Regions from separate parts of the Oryctolagus cuniculus genome. Here region 2 is linked to region 1. The links are chromatin contacts, called in public Hi-C maps. All regions are on one chromosome and are shown on one strand. The core of a region is the stretch at or near the end of the contact, and the rest is flanking DNA. Distances in the headings are between cores, read along the strand shown.

Region 1 (3,046 bases), core at 346-2,845:
GATGATGTGATGATGATGGGGCACAGCAATGCGGATGTAACCAGTGTCCCTGAATTGCACACTCGAAGGAGCAGGCAGGTGGGTAATTGGCCTAGCAGTGGAGCCTACGACCTGTCCATATCAGAGTGCCCCGGGTTCAAGTCCCAGCTCTGCTCCCAATTCTAAATAAACACCTGGGATGGGTCCCTGCCTTCCACGAGGGAGACCTGGCTCCTGACTTTGCCTTTGCCCAGCTCTGGTCTTTGTAGATATTTAGAGAGTGAGCCAGTAGTTAGAAAATCTCTCTCTCTCTCTCTCTCTCTCTCTCTCTGATCCTCTCCCTCTCAAAAAAAGTAAAATAAAGTTAAAAAAAAAGTTTTAAATGGTTAATATGGCAACTTCCATGTTATATAAATATTTTACTACACCCACCCAGCTGCTTGATTCGGGCCCATGAGACGGGAGGAGAAACCTACTGAAGGGCTCCCGGGAGAAATTCTCCAGTGAGAGCTGACCTGTGAGAGGCCAACCGGAGGGCAGCAGCAGAGAGGGAGACACGCAGGGCCCTGGTGCAGTCCTGAGGCTGTGGGCCCCTGGAGAGGAAGCCAGTCCCATCTGGAACTTACAGGTATGTAAGATGTTGGTTTTCTTATCTTCACCAAAACAATAAACCCCAAAGAAATAAAACAAACAAACAATAAACCTTAGCTTCTTCGGTAGAGCTGCAGATCCAAGAAAAAAAAATAAGGATCACTGCAAGGTCCAATTAAAAATCGCCCAACTGAGACGAGGGCATTGCAGCGGAATCTCTGTATTCCCGCATCTCCGTCAGGAAGCGGCGGGCAGGATTCCGAAAGAGCCGTCCCTGCCTCCCAGACTGCCTGTGGGGACCACGGGGATGGGAGAGTGTGAGGAGTGTTCCAGAAAAAGGGCCTACGGGGCACCGCGGGGTCAAGCTGTCCCTTCCTGGCCGGGCACCGGGATGGGCCGAGGGGCTCTGAGCACTCTTGGTTGTCAGGTCTGTGGGAGCCACGGTCCAGGTGGCGCTGCTCAGCCCTCCCCGCGGCTGGAGTCGGGAGGCCCCGGGGCCCAGCCCACAGCCCCACGGAGAACCTGCCAGTGACAGGAAGTCAGTCCCGGGCGTGGCAGGACTTCCTGCCTGGGCGTGCCCGCTGAGGCCGGCCCAGCCTCTCCTTCCCCTTCTCAAGGTCCCCTGGCCATCCATTTCCCACGCTCTGCCCCTGCCCTTGACCTGAGCCCAATCCAGCCATACACACACACACACACACACACACTCACACACAGAGCAGGATGGTCCCTGAGCCAGAAGGGGGCGTACCGGGTCTTCTTGGGGTGGCACAGGGGATGGGAAGGGGCTGCTGGCATTGGCCCAGGTGCCCATGCCCCCTGCACTGAGGCCTAGGCGATCCACAGAGGGCTGTTGACCCTGGTATCACGTGGGGCCTGCACGGGAGACAACCTGTGGCTGCACCAGACGGGGTGCAGGCAGCAGAAGCCACCACTAGGGGAGGCTGCAGAGCTAGGCGCTACCTGGGCGGGGTGGGGGTGGGGGGAGGAGGCTGTGAGGTCTCAGCCCCAGCCCTGCCAGCAGGTGCCTGTCCAGGCCAGGCTCCCCACAGGAGCCGGCTGCTCAGAAGGCCAGCCCAGGCCGTGGCCCTGGGGGAAGCTCCCCCTGGCTCACGGGGCCCACATGCCCCGGGCAGAGGCTGCTCTGCGCAGCGAGACGGGCACACCCAAAGGGCACTGGGCAGAGCTGTGCTGCTGCTGGCCTGACACTTTCACTTTCTTTTTTGGCTTCATAGGGGGTGGGAGCAGTGGACGCCAGGGGCCTGGAACTGCACCTGCTGCAGCTCGGTTCCCTCTGAGCACCGTGCTACACACATGGTGAGGTGCCGGGGGGCCGCAGTACAGATCTGTCCACAGGGGGCCTGGCCAGCCTTCACCTGTCTCCTCCCATGGCCTCAGAACCTTGGTCCCCACTGCCACTTCTGGTGGCTGCACTGTCCTGCCCTGCCCTGGCTCTGAGTCCATGCCCCCGCCCAGGGCCTTCTGGGGGCTCCTCAATCCTTGCTCCCCTCCACCTCCCTTTCCTCTGTCCCAGCTTCGCTCTCCTCATTCCCTTTGGACAATCCAGGAGCAGACTCGGGCTGGCACAGAGGCTCCCATTCATTCATTCATTCATTCATTTTTTTTCTTTTTAAAAAAAGATTTATTTATTTGACAGGCAGAGTTACAGAGAAGCAGAGAAAAAGAGAGAGAGAGAGAGAGAGAGAGAGAGAGGTCTTCCATTTATTGGTTCACTCCCCAAAAGGCCACAACAGCCAGAGCTGAACTGATCCAAAGCCAGGAGCCAGGAGTTTCTTCCAGGTCTCCCATGTGGGTGCAGGGGCCCAAGGACTTGGGCCATCTTCTACTGCTTTCCCAGGCCATAGCAGAGAGCTGGATCGGAAGAGGAGCAGCAGGGACTCGAACCGGCGCCCATATGGGATGTCAGCGCTGCAGGCAGTGGCGTTACCCACTACACCATAGTGCTGGCCCCCATTTGTTTTTTAAGGTGCAGTATACCAGGCCCATCTGAAACCCGGGAGAGAGCAGCCCTGGTCCCGCCCTTGAGGAAGGGGACAGTCCTGCCAAGAAGTCAGAGACATAGCAGCAGGGCGTGTCAAGGCAGCAGAGCAAATGCTGAGTCAGAAGCCAGAGACACCCTTGCCCATCCCCCAAAGAGTGAGGCTGTCCAGGAAAACTGCCTGGAGGAGGTGGCCTGGGATTTACTGGCAGCTGGCTGGGCCCTGGCCCGGTGAGTTGTGTTTCTATAAATAGAGATTTGGATACAGAGATGTAGACATGAGGGAGAATCCCTGTAGTGACTGAGCGTAGCCTGCAGTGACACAGTGACAGACAAGGGACACCAGAGGCCACAGAAGTGGAGAGAGAGAAAAGGCAGGCTCCTCCGGGGACTGTCAAAGGGGCTGGGGTCCCGCAGACTCTGGGCTTCAGCCACCTAGTCAGTGCCGCTTGGTCACAGCCACGAGCGTCCTGGTTATGT
Region 2 (3,151 bases), core at 589-3,088, 87 kb after region 1:
CTGGGCATTTGTTCCGGTGGGTCCCTGGCGCTGCAGGCTCAGGTGTCTGGACCCTGAGGCTCAGAGGGGAACAGCCCTCAGCTTGATCTCACACAGCAGTCAGCGCCATAGCGTGGTGAGCCACTCTTAGGTTCGCCTTCTCTGGCCCATGGGGACCCGGACGCCCTGCTCAGCGATCTGCATGGGAGTTCTTGCACGCTCTGCAGACCTTCTCAGGTTCCATCCCCACAATGGTCACTGGATTTTCCAGTCCGGTTTTTTAACATTTAACCCTGAAAAGAGTTTTTGACAGCTCTTTGAAAATGTCTGGCATCTCAGTTTTCTGAAGCAACAAAAAGGATTTTTTAAAAAGATTTATTTATTTAAAAGGCAGAGTGATTTGAAAGGGGTGGGGGGAGAGAAAGAGAGAGAGAGAGAGATTGAGAGATCTTCTATCTGGGTTTATTTCTCAAATGGCTGCAACGGCCAGGGCTGGGCCAGACCAAGGCCAGGAGCCTGGAACTCCAGCTGGGTCTCCCACATGGGTGCAGGGGCCCAAGCACTTGGGTCATCTTCCACTGCTTTCCCAGGCTATAGCAGAGAGCTGGATAGGAAGTGGCGCAGCCGGGACTCGAACCGGCACTCATGGGTTGCAGGCATCGCAGGTTGCAGTTGAACCTGTTGACGCGGACCAGGAAGGGCAGTTTGACGCCGCCTGTGAGGACTCTGCCCCTCTCTCAAGCGGAGAGTCACCTGGGTCTTCTCATCTCAGAAAAGGAGGGAGGCGCCAGCCCCTCCCTCAGTGGGGAAGGCTCTGCCTTGGGGGCTGCGACGCAGGCGAGCACTGCAGAGCCGCCCCGCCTGGTGCCACCGCAGCCCTTCACAAGCCGCGTGGCTCCTGCAGCGTCCAGACTTCCTTCTGTTGGAGGCACTTGCTTCTGTGGCTCTATGGCTTCGGAGAGAGCTGCCGGACAGGGACAGGCACCCAACACCAGCCTGGGGGGGGATCGCTCAGTGCCTGGGGCAGTGCCTGCCCCCCAGTGCACTTCCCCTGGGCCCCGCCCTTCCCCTGCCCTCGGGGTGCGAGCAAACTGGGCTGGCCATTTTTGCCCAAGTGCCAGGAACTCACCGGGACGGCTGCGGGACTTCCAGTCAACGCTGGCCTGGCCGGAATGTTGCATTCCTCACAAACACTCTGGTTCTCAGAAATGCTAATTGGCTTTCCAGAAACTGAGGGCCGGAGTCCACCCCTTGGCTGTTCAGAGAGCTCATCGGACCATTGTATGTATGTACTTTTTAAAAAGATTTTTATTTATTTATTCGAGAGACAGAGTCACAGAGAGACAGAGGGAGAGGTCTTCCTTCCATCCGCTGGTTCACTCCCCAAATGGCCACAGCAGCTGGGGCCGAGCCAGACTGAAGCCAGGAGCCAGGAGCATCCTTCGGGCTTCCGTGTGGGTGGCAGGAACCCAAACACTCGCGCCAGCACTGGCTGCTTCTCAAGCGTGTTATGGGGCGCTGGATTGGCGGCAGAGCAGCTGGGACTCGAAGCTGCCCCGGGACTCCCCATGGGGGGTGCCGGTGTTACAAGTGGTGGCTGAACCTGCCGCACCACAACGCCTGCCCCCAGAAGATTTGCGTTTTAATCCAGCATTTTCTGAGCACTTAGAACAGGAAACTTATTTTTTTTTTAATTAAGAAAAAAATGGAAGCAAGACGTGAACACCCTATAGATAACAGTACTTGGCAAGCGCTGTGTGTGTGCGCAGGCGCGGCTCATGCTGGGAGTTTCTGTTAGCCCTGGAAAGGCCCCGCTGCTGGATGCTGCTGCCTAAACCCAGGGAGCGGGTTCCTTTAAGAGGAGACTGCTTTTAGAAATACATCTGCTGCTTTGATATAAACTTCTCGCTCCTTACGTTTGCATGATTTGTCTGGAACAGAAGCACTAGCTTTCCTCTTTCAGTTCACGGCAGATAGGCCAGAAAACCGAGTGGGTGTTTGGCAGTAGCGGTTAAGGCGTTGCTGGGGATGCTTGCAACTCGTGTCGGAGGGCCTGGGTTCAAGTCTCGGCTCTGCTCCCAATGCCGGCTTCCTGCTAATGCGCACCCCGGTAGGCAGTGGGCAATGCCTTGAGTGCCTGGGTCTCTGCCACCCATGTGGGAGACCCAGATGGAGTTCCTGGCTCCTGGCTTTGGCCTGACCCAGCCCTGGCTGTTGTGGGCATTTGGGGGGAGGGAACCAGTGGATGGCAGATTCTCTCTCTCTCTCTCTCTCTCCCTCTCCCTTTCAAATAAATAGAATAAGTAAATGCCATTTTAGCAAACAGAGCTTCCTAAGCTGGAAGGTGCTTCAGGGTCATCTAACCCTTCTCCTGAGCTCTGTAGGCAGACCTCTCCCTTTGGATTCTGGCCGCCCCTTCCCAAGTTCGTACACACACACACACACACACACACACACACTGCTTGACCCCTTCCCACCGCTTCCTGTAAAGTGAGAGACGGGCATCTCTGGCCACACTTTAGGGGGTTCTCCCAGGTCGAAAACTTTCAGGTGTTTCTCAGCACAGAGACCCCTCCTCCAATTCATTTTGGTGTAAAGGGTCATTGCACAGGAAAATGGCATTTCAGCACGTCGGAGCTACGCCCAGGCACAGCCTGCCCTTTTTTGGGTAAACACCCAGCGCCACCTAGCGGCTTCGAGAAAGCGCCTTTTTTTTTTTTTTTTTTTTTTTGGCTTAGCAAATGTGGTGGGGGCCGGTCTCCCCCTGGGTGGTGAGGGCAGCAGCATCCGATGGATCGCACCTTGCAAACCGGTTCCGTGCGGACAGCGCTTGCCTGAATCACTGCCTTGAAAAGGCTCCAAGTGCAGTTGTTTGGTTTAATGACCTGCGTTATTACAGGCTTTGGGTGCAGTGGGTGTGCCAAGAAAAAGGGTGAACAATGCAGGCTCTCTTAAGGAAGTTTCCCCCCGTGCAAAGCTGGGCAGACAACATAAGCCCCACTGTTGCGGAGGGCCGGCGGTTTTCGCTCGCATTTTTACGGCATTAATCAATTTGCATTGTAATTGAGAGGAAGCCGTTCCCACACTCAGCTCTGTTTACTGAGAAAGGCTTTGGAAAGCGGAGAGGAAGCCAGGAGCTCCACAGGCGACCGCTTCCTCCACGTGCAACGGG

Evidence for each region. A called contact is a pair of places that touch in the nucleus more often than the background predicts.
Region 2: a contact with region 1 is called in a Hi-C map of an unstated tissue, with 5 times the contacts expected there. The contact joins two enhancer-like sites. A contact is called at or near these places in 2 of 6 Hi-C or Micro-C datasets (ear pinna and an unstated tissue).

Annotation. Positions count from the first base shown.
Region 1 is chr3:117,931,421-117,934,466 of mOryCun1.1, forward strand. No RefSeq gene overlaps it. Among named protein-coding and RNA genes, the nearest start is that of TMEM185B, 13 kb to the right of the region's middle. Within about 2 kb of position 1,596, at least 2 of the 8 cell types and tissues checked have an H3K27ac peak or open chromatin away from gene starts, as enhancers often do.
Region 2 is chr3:118,018,018-118,021,168 of mOryCun1.1, forward strand. No RefSeq gene overlaps it. Among named protein-coding and RNA genes, the nearest start is that of INHBB, 30 kb to the right of the region's middle. Within about 2 kb of position 1,839, at least 2 of the 8 cell types and tissues checked have an H3K27ac peak or open chromatin away from gene starts, as enhancers often do.